Linked DNA regions of Mus musculus: region 2 is linked to region 1. A link is a contact called in public HiChIP or PLAC-seq data. All regions are on one chromosome and are shown on one strand. The core of a region is the stretch at or near the end of the contact, and the rest is flanking DNA. Distances in the headings are between cores, read along the strand shown. Region 1 has its middle 19 kb from the start of Gm15322. Region 2 holds the start of Il6st (interleukin 6 signal transducer).

Region 1 (6,426 bases), core at 257-2,756:
CACAGAAATGCCTTCTCTTTCTCGAGAAGTCTGCTTTCCCCTCAGCCTCTAATTACCACAAAGGCCTCTTTTGGCGTCTTCTCCATGAAGGCAGATAAAACAAAGCAATGTGTAAAAATCCAAAATCTGAGTGCTTTTAAGGTGAGAATGAAGCCAAGCCTGGCAGGCACCTGACAGACTAAACCGGAAGAGCCCGCTCCTCCATAAACTCAGTTTCCCCTCGGAGGTGATGGCTGAAGGGCAGGTAAGTCAGATGGGCCTGAAACTGCAGCAGCTGGCTCTCTTTAATAATGCCCGTCTCAGTGCTCGGCATGGCTATTTTGCGGCGTGCTGTGGAGTGAACAGGAAAGCTTCCAAGAGAGGTTTAATTGTTTACATTCAATGAAAGGAAAAGTCGGACTAGAAGTGCTCAGATATAATCTCGCTCTGATTAAAATGGTTCTATTGTGTTATGACCCATAACCCTGTTAGAAAGGTGAATCCAGGACTTTGCCCAGCCATGGGCACCCCTTTTATACAAGGGAGCTATACATGCAGGCATGGACGGACAGACACGCCTGGTGGCTCGCAGCCATCCTGGCTGCAAGAAGGGTTTATTTTCCTTTAGGAGTCCACAGCTGATCAGTGTTCTGCTGCCTGGGCTGTTTCATAACTTTCCGTGTAATTAAGCAGTTGGCATGACCTTCCATAGCAAGATAATAACAGGAGTTAGCCAAGGCAGGGCTTGTGCACAAGAACCCTTTGGGCTGCTCAAGCATTCAAATAGATGCAAAGCCAGCTTCCTAATCCAAAACCCAGTGGCACCTGGCTCCCTAGCATGTGAGCACACATACACACGATCATGCACACACACACGGCAAGCAATCATGGCACTATTTCCCATAACTCAGTAACCGCAGGGTCCAATTCAAAGATGGAGGGAAAGTACCCTGTGCACCATGTCTTACGGCTGAGCCTGGAGGTGTGCGTCAAGGTCACTCATTTTGAAACGGCAAATCTCTACAGATCGCCAGAAACAAGCTGGTTTTGAAAGAAATACGTCTGACTTTAAAAGAAAGCACATTAGCCACTGAGCACCAAATGGGTTTTAGTAAATGTATTTAAAAAAAAAAAAAAAGTCGGGCCTTCTTGGAAGGTGAAATCTGAATTGTGTTTCCTGCACAGCACAGAAAGCAAGCAGTGGGTGGGAGAGAGGGTAGCCTACAAAGATGGCCGCTGCCACCCATGCTGTTCCTTTCTGGGCTGCATATGCTGTCTCTGCATTGAGGAAGGAGCATTTGAGTCTCTCCTTGGATCTGAACCGTACGCTTAACTGGACAACGACGATGACAGGAGTGTGTCTGTGACTTCTGAGCCGCCTTCTTAGCTGCACACGGTCCGGCGGGTCCCTTTGAAACTCTGCCTGGCGGAGTGCTTCTGCCGGGACCTTGTCTCTCTGCTGGGTGAGACTCGAAGTTCAGTAAAACCACAGCAGCTTGCAGTGAGCAGCCGGAAGCAGCTGCAGGCGGGCGGGCGGTGACGGAAGCCTTCCCAGCGAGTGCGCACCCTCATTAATAACAGCCTGCAACTGCGTACGGATGCTGAGCAAGAGCTACCCATCCAAACCCAGACAACGCTGCAAACAAGACTGTGGAGATGAGGAGCATGTGTGGGGCTAACAAGCACAGTCTTTGGTCATCTTTTTGTCATAGATTTATAAGAGCCACCTGTCAATGAGGGACAGTAACTCTTTACTGGATGTTTTAAATATATTTTGTTCATTTTAAGAATTTACACATATAGAATACACACATACATACACACATATATATACACATATATATATACATATACACACACATATATAATATACATGTATATACATATACACAAATGTATGTATGTGTGATAATCTATATGCATATGTATACACCTATATAGCTATATAGATATATATACCTATAAATCTATGTATCTATATACCTATGAATCTATATATCTATATACCTATGAATTTATGTACCTATATGTCCATATCTATAGCTTTATCATCTATATCTATATCTATATCTATATCACTAAGCTTGATTTGCACATGCTACCTATATTCTCTTGTTACAGGGTCACCCACCAGAGCACAGCGACCACACTTTTAAAGAAAACTGACTCTTCATTTCTCAGAAACCATAACTTGATAGTTCCTCAGTTAGAGGCAGGGAATCATAAGCCCCGCCCTCTCTCCAAGCTAGAATGCTGACTGGCTTGATCTTGCACAGGTCTTGTACAGTTTGCTGGACATTTTCACACATTTTTCCTCTTGTTGCCACTTTGCCTCTCCTCTGCCATTCAGTTTTTTTGTTTGTTGTGGTGTAGTCAGTAGTTTCCATTATTTGATTCTATGGTTTCTCTTTTACAATATTTATTTCAAAGACCTACTTCATGCCAAGTCTATACCCATTTATTTGACCATAAGTGTTTGAACTTTACAAATACTCATTATTGGGCACCTCTTTTGTGTCAGGTACTCTCTTGCTAGATAAATAGTGGATACGATAGACTAGGACCAAGCTTTCAATGAGCTATAAAGCATGGTCGTAGAGACATCATTCTCATTAATGAAAAATCTGTATGAAATCCTAATAGCCACCAACAGCTGGACCACATACAATGCTGCAAACAGTGAAAACGAGTGAGTGTTCTGTATTTTATCTATCAATCAAGCTACCTACCACCAGTGGGGAATGAATTTGAACCCAGACCTCCTATTAGGAATGAATGATGGGAAAAGGTATTACACTGCTGTGGAAGGAAGCCCACAGTGGAGTGATCATGGGCTGCTGCAGAAGTCAAGCACCCTGAAGGAGCTGTTGTTTAAGTACTGGCAGTTGTATAATTATAATTTTGCTTTATGTTGAAATCATTGACCTATCAGGAGTTAAAATGAGCTCAACAGCAGTGTTCCTAGTTGTAAAGACAACATGAGTGCGAGCTGCTGATACTTCGTGTCAAGATGTCTATGTGCCTGTGTGTCTGTCTCGAGGCCCTGGAATCTGTTTTAAAATTCTCTCTGTGCTCCCTACAATTATTTCAGCTTTATATTTGAGCCAGGATGAATGCTGTGCTTTAACAAATACTCTTACCAAATCGTTTCTCTTGATGTACGCTGGGCTTCTCCAACCAATTCCCTGAGCCCACATTTGAACTAAGATTCACTTGTTCCAGCTAATCTCACCCTTCGTTTTCTAGTAATGCATGCTTATTTTGTCAATATCTGTAGTAAAATATTATTGTAGCCATATTTATTATACTTTTTAGTCTAACTTTTAAAAATGTTTATTATTTTTAAATCATGCATACTAAGCATGCCCTATCTCAAGAATTGCAGAACGACATCCCTGCATCCCTCCACTGCTCTGACTCCTGCAGAGGGCCTTACATGAGCCTTTTTGATCTGTCACTTTCATGCCTGCAGAAGACATCCACTAAGCATTCTCTTGTTTTTAAAAGCACAATGTTAAGTGGTCCTTATTCTCCAGACATGCCATTTCCTTTGTCTTGTCTCTAACATCTTTTTCAAGTTTGAGTCATTCAGTATGTTTTTTTCTCTGTGCTTCCAATCTATGGTCATATCAGTTTGAATGCACCTTGGGTCTTTGGCTCGGTAATTTCCTTTTCTGGTTCTAGATCATTCACCATTCATGTGTGTGCACATAGAGATGTTCAGATGTGTGTGGATAGATAGATAGCTGGAGTGAGAGACGAAATACAGAACCCTCACTCATGGTCACTGTTTGCAGTAGTGTGTGTGCACACAGTAGTGTGTGTGCACACAGTAGTGTGTGTGCCCTTGACCTTTTCGGATCCAGCTGTTGATAGCTATTAGGATTACATATAGATTTTCACTCACGAGAGTAATGTTTCTATGAACATGTTTTTTGAATGATTTTTTAATAGAACTTTCTCTGGGATACATAGGAGAAAAATTTCTAGGCCATATTGTATGCATACATTCAGTCTTACTAGTTGATGCCAGATTGTTTTGCACAGTGATCGAACCATTCCTCAAGGCAATTTTTGACCTTCCACTGCTCCATATTACTCTCAATAATTGATATTTGCTACCTTTTAATTTTTTATTCGTCTGATCTATATATAGATGTCATTGTAGGTTTTTTGTTTTAAGTTTATCCAGACTAGATTTCAATTATTCTCATGGGTCTTGTATCTGTTTCCTCTTCTGGAAAATGACTGTTCACAACAGTGGGCCAGTTGTATTTGTGGATTGAAATTTATGAAGATGAGAGAAGAAATTAAGTAATGGCAAACTGTTCTACTATTGAGCATACCCTGTCCCTCTCTCTCTCTCTCTCTCTCTTTCTCTCTCTCTCTCTCTCCCTCCTCTCTCTCTCTCTCTCTCTCTCTCTCTCTCTCTCTCTCTCTCTCTCTCTCTCTCCATTGCATCCTTTCTTTTCTTATGATCTTTGTTAACTTCACCAAGAGTTGTCCTGACGTAAGTTTTTATTTACTAAGTGTTCTCAGGCCATAGCTTCTGTAATGCATTAAGGGTATGCATAGTATCTTTCTTTCTTAAATGAAATAAGATGCTGTACTCTAGCAAAGAAAGGAGTTGACAAAGGAAAGTCTATGCAAGCATGCACAGAAGAGCAGCCAAAGTGCATTCTTAGGATCGGAATTAAACAGGAGGAAATTTCAGAACCTACGGGCCCTGTCTGTATGTCAGTGGTCCGATAATCCTCCCACTACAGCCAATACCATAGCTTCTGCTCTGGGAATGAATCCCAGCAGTTCTATGTGCAGCCACCATGTCCGCTTTACAAGTAGTGAATCTAAGATTCAGTGGGTGTTGGGTAGAGCTGTATAAAAGTGTCAGGTGACCGGAGAGTCTGACAGACAGACAGACCAGAGCCCTTCTGCATCTGTGTATTTTTAAAAGCCTACATGGAGAGGTCAGTACAAGGCCACGCCTGCCCCTTGAGAGTGGGGGATGAACTAGTGCAGAGTTGTCATTTTCCAGGGAAAAGTGTGTGGGCAGCCTCCTTTCTGTCTGGACAAATGAGAGCTGCCAGGGGAGTCATTAATTAGTATGTGGTGATGGCTCCGTTCAGTTGCCTCAGGACTCAGATCAGGGCAACACAAGAATTTTGAAAAGTTGCTTCTCCAACTATCATACCTAAAAGAAAAAAATGAACAAAATTAAATTACTTGACTTGGAAGCAAGAGTGCTGAGGACTAAATTGGTTTATTGTCAGACAACTGGGAGAACAACATGTCTGCATGCTGCACAGAAGAGCCAATCAGATTATTTCAGCAGGAGTTGTTTATACAAAGAAAAAAAAACCTTCCCAATTATAAGGGCCGGTAAAAAAAAAAAACAACAGATAAATTACAAAATAATAATGATAGCATCAGTAAGAATAGGTTCACATTGTCAGGCCTTTTAGGTGTCATTTCTATTTAAAGACCCTACAGATATTGTCTCGCTTAATGTCATAATAATGCTTTGTGGTCAAATCATTGATTTGATATAACTTCAATTTTAGATTGACTTACCTCAACAGAGAAATGAAAGCTGGCTAGTAGTTATTTTTCATCCATTTTTCTCATTTCCTATCTTTGCAAGAAAATTGTAAATCAATTGACCTGAAGATGGAGAAATGTTCCTGTGTGTTCGAGCCATGAGTGAACTTCCCCTGAAAACAGCATTGATCTAGAATATTCCTCTACCCAGGACTGATATACTGCTTGACCTCACCAGTGCCATTCATACCACACTTTCTGTGACACTCTCCATAAAGTGCTGCAGCATCGCCCCCAGACTGTTCACCCACCACAGTTTCACGAGCAACAGAAAGGCAGCACTCTCTAGATGTCTGCACAGCCTTCTGTTGATGGCATCTCAATGCTCAAGTTCCCTTAGCTCAGGAGAAGAGGTCTGTTGGCTGGCTTGTCAGATCCATTGAACATATTTTATGCACAGAAATGATTTCTAATCATCTCTAAAATACAGAAACACAGCATTATCTAAGATAAAGACTCTAACATGGGACAAATGGAAACCTTTTGTGCATCCACTGGAATCAGGAATCCACTTGAATCAAGAGTACACTGATGGCAGAGGGTCAGTGCAGAGGCTGTAGCCCTGCCTCTGGTGCAGAGTACATGGAAGGCTCCAAGCTGAAGAGGGAGCATTTCAAATAATCCTCCACTAATCAATTCTTTAGCCTAAGCACAAAATGTGATTACATTAGAGAAATTCGAGGCCAATGATTTATTAGTGATAGCATGGCAACGTTAAAAATCAAACATAGTTCAATTTCTGATTTCAAATTCATTCCAAAACAATATTCTCCTCCATGACAATTGGCCTAGTAGGAAACCCAAGTCTACTTTTAGTCAGTAAGTTAGCATTTATTTCAGTCTTTATTC
Region 2 (6,119 bases), core at 3,530-6,029, 490 kb before region 1:
CTGGCACTAGAGGTTGTGCCTGCAGAGGATGGACAGAAGACAGACCATCCAAACAGAAAAGGATTGTGCAGGATGCAAGCCACTATTCACAAGAAAGGATTAATCTACTCTTCCTTAAAACAAAGGGTGAATGTGACTACTAAAGAGATTCTGAAAATCTGAAGGCAGGACATTCAACTTATAACAGGGCCACTCGTTTGTTTTACCAAAAGGAATTTGAGTTCTTGCTCCAGACTGGGCTTTAAAGCAGCCTCTCAAGTCTCACGTATACTCTACTCACATATACTCTACTCACATATACTCTACTCACATATACTCTACTCTACTCACATATACTCTACTCACATATACTCTACTCACAGATACTATATTCACATATACTATACTCACAGACACAGCCCCAGGACACCACCTCCCGTGGTTCTGAAGCCTTCCACCACCCTCTCTACTTCCCAAAGTCCTCAGACCTTCTGGTTTAAATACAATGTAGGTGGTTCTCGACTTCAGCTACTTTTCTGTATTCTTCAGTAGCTCTTATCTCCTGGCCATGAATGGCCCCAAAGATAAAGTACTCAGGATTGGGCTGGTGAGATGGCTCAGCAGATAGGAGTACTTGACCACTCTTCCGAAGGTCCTGAGTTCAAATCCCAGCAACCACTTGGTGGCTCACAACCACCCATAATGAGATCTGATGCCCTCTTCTGGCACATCTGAAGACAGCTGCAGTGTACTTATGTATAATAATAAATAAATATTAAAAAAAAGTACTCAGGATCTACTTTTCTTCTAAAATATTTACTGTGAAGACATGTAACTTCAACTATTACCTTGCCTTCACACCAAATTCAAGAATTCTGGCTGGCTTGAATCGTCAATTCTAGTTATACATCATCTTAGATATTCTGCCTCTGATGCAAATCAATGTAATAAATCTCCCCCCAAAAATACCTACTTACACATCAACTACACATACCGGCACCCTGTATCAACAGTGTTATCAGTTTTATCACAGAAATGTATTACCCCCTCACATACCTATAAACCACTCAACGTTATCAGCTGCCTCAGTCAGTCAAGTTGGCTCTTCTCTTGTCTTATAACTTGACTTTTCTGTTACAATCTCATCCAGACTTCTCGTCTGTCTCGATGCACTGGACTGATCACAGCACTTACCACAGCTCCCAGCCCCTCCTCTGCCACAACCTCCTCCTGGACCTGAGCACAGCACAGTGCTGCACTCCCAGCTCCTGTCCTCCCAGAGCGAGGTTCAGAAGCACTGTTTAAAAGCCAGCACCTACCAGAGAACCCAAGAGCTGCTTTCATCACCTGCACTGTCCAACCGCTCTCCAATGTTCAACTTTATTTAAAAATACCAGCCGGGCGTGGTGGGTGGCTCACGCCTTTAATCCCAGCACTCAGGAGGCGGAGGCAGGCGGATGTCTGAGTTTGAGGCCAGCCTGGTCTACAAAGTGAGTTCCAGGTCAGCCAGGGCTACACAGAGAAGCCCTGTCTCGAAAAACCAACCAAAAAAAAAAAAAAAAACAAAAAACAAAAAAACAAAAAACAAAACAAAAAACCAATAATAGAGAGGACAGCATAGTTGACAAAGCTCTTGCTTACAATGTGGAAAGGCCCTTTCACAATGTTCCACCCCCAGCCCACCACATAAATAAAACTCTATGCTTAGATGTCTTTCTCTCAAACCATCATGCTATTATTCGGGAGAAAATTACAAGCAAGTTGGCTTTTTATTCCAATTATGCTGAAATGACTCTTTTCGTTTTCCAACTGCAAAGCAAATATTTAAGCTCCTCATTTTGCGTGGCCTCAGCATCAGGTCTTACCTTTCACAGTTCCCAGGGCAGCCACATCTAGAGGGTGAGCTCAGGTTACCACAAACCTCCAGCACACCTTCTTGATGGGAGTGTGTGCCTGTACCCGGGCTATAGTTTGCTTCTACGGTGCCAGTGCCCTGCTGACTCTGCCTTGTTCCACTGTTTATAACCCAAACGGACATCTCTTCTGTGGGATTTCCCCCACATTCACAGACATCTGTGTTCCCAGGGCCCTTTCAGAGTTCCCTAAGAGGATTCACCGTGTAGCACTGGAGTTACACAACTTCACATGCTGAGACTCTTGAGGCACTTAGGGAACAACTAAAAGAACGTTTAGTTTGCACATGTATGTCCGTATGTAAGTGCTACTGACAGAGAATGTGCGTGTATGCAGCCTGAAGGTGCACCCAGGGCCTGGCACATGCTAGGCATGCACTCGACTACTGGCTACATTCCCAGCGTAAACATGAGCTTTAAAACACCTAATATAGTCACTTTACTCTGCCATTCATATATTCGGTATGAAAAAGAACGTATTACAGTTAAGGGCTCAGACAGAGCTCAGGAAATCTATGTATAAATATAGAATCTGATAATAACGTGTTCGCCTTTGTATAAAAGGGGCGAGTAAGACCTACTATTTAATAAGGCTTTGAAGGGCACATGAACATAAGCCAAATGTTCTGTGACTGACATACCAAGTTGCCTAAGCAGTAGATAGTAAACTGAATATATTGTGGTAACGGCACATGGTAGTCCTTTACTTTGTCCCATGGTCCCGTTCTAGCCGCAGTTCTACATCCGGATTTCGATCTCTCTAGTTTCCTCTTTACCCAAACCTTAACCAGGTTCCCAGGCTGACCTCTGGGAACCCCACTGAATATTTCAATTCCAATCCCTAAACACCCACAGTACTTTCTGTATCACTCATTATTTCATTGAAACTACTCCCGTATCCGAGTAGTTTTTCACACAGTTTGTTTACCCGATTTTGTAAACTGAAAAACCTAGGTGCTATCTCAGGCATCTTTTATAAATTCCAGAGCAGGCTGAATGCTTACTAAAATCATCTCACCAGAAACCTCACCTGTGATCAATCCACGTTTGCAATCAAAGATGAGGAGAAAGCTTTAAGAACTTCCTGCTTCCTTAGCAGACAAGTTGCAAATGTACCAGGGCCAGGTGAAGCAAATGTGTGGCAAAATGACACCTGAGATCACTTCCAGGGAAAACCCCTTCCTGCTCCCACTGCAGGGTTGTGGACAACACTCAACTCCCCAGACCAAACTGTAGGAATGCGATAAGAGATCCATCAACACAACAGTTTGTAGGCACAGGCTTTGGAGCCATGTTTTTTGAGCCTGTTCCCTTTTCTAGAAGGTAGATATTGTAACACCCACTTCATAGGTATATAATAATCAGTATTCATTCTAGCACTGAACTGAAATGCCACATTCTCTTAGGAAAAACTATTTCAAAATGAAAACACAAAGTCATAAATAAAACAGAACAAAATGCCCAGTTACATAAGAATGTTGCTTTAAATGAGCGGGTAACAGTATTTGTAATATTCTAAATCACTAATGCCAACAATACAAATTTCTACTATAAAGTTTATCCTTAGCTGACCTTTCCCCCACTGTAATTTTTTCTCTCTCTTTCTCTTGTGAGTAGAAGCAAATGAACACACACACACCCCACCCCCAGAAACCTGTGGAAAACAGAATTTAACCGACTAGCAGATTAGTCCTACAAATGTAGCATTCCAGATCAGAGCTCAAAAATAATTCCCAATGATAAATATAAACACAAACTTGGAAAATTAAGACGATGACGATCATCCCCTGATAATGTGTCAGTAATTTCAAATTAAGAGTCGTTCCAACTGGAAGCTGGCAGTCAGTCAGTCACACACGGTCTAAAAGAGTTTGTTTACAACACTGACCAGACCAAAGATTTTTCAGAAGATTCGCGCTGACATTCCAGCACTCACTGACTACTTTTAAGCAGTACAGCTGCTGTAATGTCCAATAACTATACAAATTAAGCCAAAACGAGTTTCTTCTTAATGGAAAAATGACAAGAACAGAAGTGGACCAAGCCCTTTATATTATGTTTGCTTTGAGTTTCTGAATTTTGGTTGTTCATCCAAAAGAGAGCCCCCTGCCAGCTGGAGAAGGGGACACGTTTACGCTTAGGGGAGGAGGTGAAAATCTAAAGACCGATGATGGGCTTGCTCTCGGGATGTAAAGGCACGCGGGATTTATTAGGAAGGGTACGGACCGAAGGGAAAGTTAATATTTATAAACACTGGACTTTCATTAACGCCTAAATGTTAAGATGTCTGGGTGAAAAGTTCGCTCTGGATTAAGAAACATCAAGAGCAGGGAACGGTAGCATTTCACGGGACACAGAAGACCACACTTTCTAGGGCCATGTCCAGAGTAGGATCAGGGAGCACGGCACGGGAACTGGAAGAACGCAGGACGCGGTCACCCAGGACGCGCGATCCCGAGAGGACTTTGGGGCGGGGGCTTCGGAACTGTGCGTCAGGAACGCGGCTGGAGAAGGCGGGTGACAACATCAGGGAAGTCGGAGCCCGGAGCGGGGAGGGAAGGAATGCGGGGATTCCCAGGCCAGCCCGACCAGCTCCGGGCGTGCGCTCGGCGCCGGTCCAGCCCGGCCCCGCTGGGCCTCGGGTGCCAGGTGGCGGCCGCTCCAGGCAACCCGCACCCTCCCGCGCCGGGGCCCTGTTCTTCTCACCTTCCGGACGCGAGCCTCGCCGCTCCTGAGCGTCCCTCAGCCCCGCGGATCCCGGCCCACACCACCGGTCCCTCAGCGGAGCCGCAGCCCGGATGGCTCGAAGCTCTGGCCTCCCGACCGCACACGCCACCCTCCGTCCGCCGCTGACCCGGGCTCTCCTAGCTCCGCCCCCCACGGCCCCGCCCCCCGGAGCCAGAGACCGCGAGCTCATTGGCTCTGGTCAGTCTCGGAGCGCGCGGCCATTGGCTCCGGGTCGCCGGAGACGAAGGGGCGGGACTGCAGGCCTCTGCGATTCCCGTAACGCGGCTCCCGGCGTCCGGGATTCCGGAGGCTGAGCCTGGTCGCCTTTCCTAGACTAGATCGAAGGCTTCCCCGCCGCACTTGGGTGGGTGGCCGGAACGGAAAGTTCCATTTTCTCTAGGGTAATGGGTCGCGGACAGCAACCCAGGTGCCTCCCGCGACCCCTCTCCCCGGACCTCGGCTGTCTCCCTGGGCTGTCTTCCCCAGAGGGCCTGCGAGCCTCCGGCGACTGCTAGGAGGCCCTTGGGACTCTGGAGGCAAGGGAACTCCCTGGGGACAGGGCAGGACTTAGTGGCCCTGACTGTACTCGCCCATAGTGACCGCTTCGGACCCAGGCTTAAGTAAACGAACCTTGCTACTGTGCAATTTTTGTTGTTGTTAGTAAATGAGTTTGGGTGTCATTGATTGATCCGTGAACTGGTGACCTGCCAAGAAACTGTTATCTTTTTGCGGTTTGAGTCGCCTGATGTGTGATTAGAAATACCAAGGAAAAACCTATTTCATTGTAATCCACCACCCTTCCCTTGATTGGAAAACGACCTTAAGGCTGCAATGTGCGTGAGTGCACGTGTGTGATGTGTGTATGTGTGTAGTGTGTATACAAGCAAGTTGAGAAACTTAAAAGATAAGGGATGTGTAACTGTAAAGAAACACTCCAATTTGCATTGGTTATCTTTTACTGAGCACGGAGCCCGCCCTTGGAGTGCAATTGATATAATATATAATCAGTGTAACTCCACTGATGGAAATTGATTTTCTCATTCCCAACATCTACCTTTTGTTTTGCTCTAAAGGAGACAAATGACAGGAAGCTGGACGGATGGAGGGGTGTGTGGGAGAAGTTGAGGGAACAGCAAAAAAAAAAAAAAAATCTGGTAAAAATATACTGTATACAATTCCCAATAAAAAACTTTTAAAAGTGAAGAAATGACTCAAAAAAAAAAAAAAAGAGAGAAGGCTAGAGACTTTTGGAAGAAAGGCTAACATAATGATTTGCAGAGCAAACAAATACCCATTAATTAGTCATTGTAAAGTTCTTTGTTATATTGACAATTCAGATGAGATCAAATGGATCAAACTGCAGTCTTGCTCTCTGCCCCTCCCTCCCCCTTTTCTTGCCTCTGTTGCATCTCTATACCCCCAGCTCTGAATTATGACCCCTTAGCTGTTGGTCAGCTAGTTTGAAAAAACACTGCCAAGGGCCTGGCTAAAAGAGTCTCA

Evidence for each region. HiChIP or PLAC-seq counts read pairs in DNA pulled down with a chosen protein or histone mark.
Region 2: an H3K27ac HiChIP or PLAC-seq map of regulatory T cell precursor shows a contact between it and region 1, with 4 times the contacts expected there. The contact joins the promoter of Il6st here to the enhancer-like site in region 1. A contact is called at or near these places in 1 of 39 promoter capture datasets (pre-B cells) and 4 of 115 datasets of contacts at active chromatin or transcription factors (double positive thymocytes, pancreatic cancer cells, regulatory T cell precursor and 1 more).

What each region holds. Positions count from the first base shown.
Region 1 is chr13:111,972,996-111,979,421 of GRCm38.p6, reverse strand. No RefSeq gene overlaps it. Among named protein-coding and RNA genes, the nearest start is that of Gm15322, 19 kb to the left of the region's middle. Within about 2 kb of position 1,506, at least 92 of the 459 cell types and tissues checked have an H3K27ac peak or open chromatin away from gene starts, as enhancers often do. A contact at or near this core is called in double positive thymocytes, pre-B cells and regulatory T cell precursor, where this site is marked.
Region 2 is chr13:112,462,730-112,468,848 of GRCm38.p6, reverse strand. Il6st (interleukin 6 signal transducer) reads right to left here and starts at 4,779. Exons shown (of 17, transcript NM_010560.3): 1 at 4,599-4,779.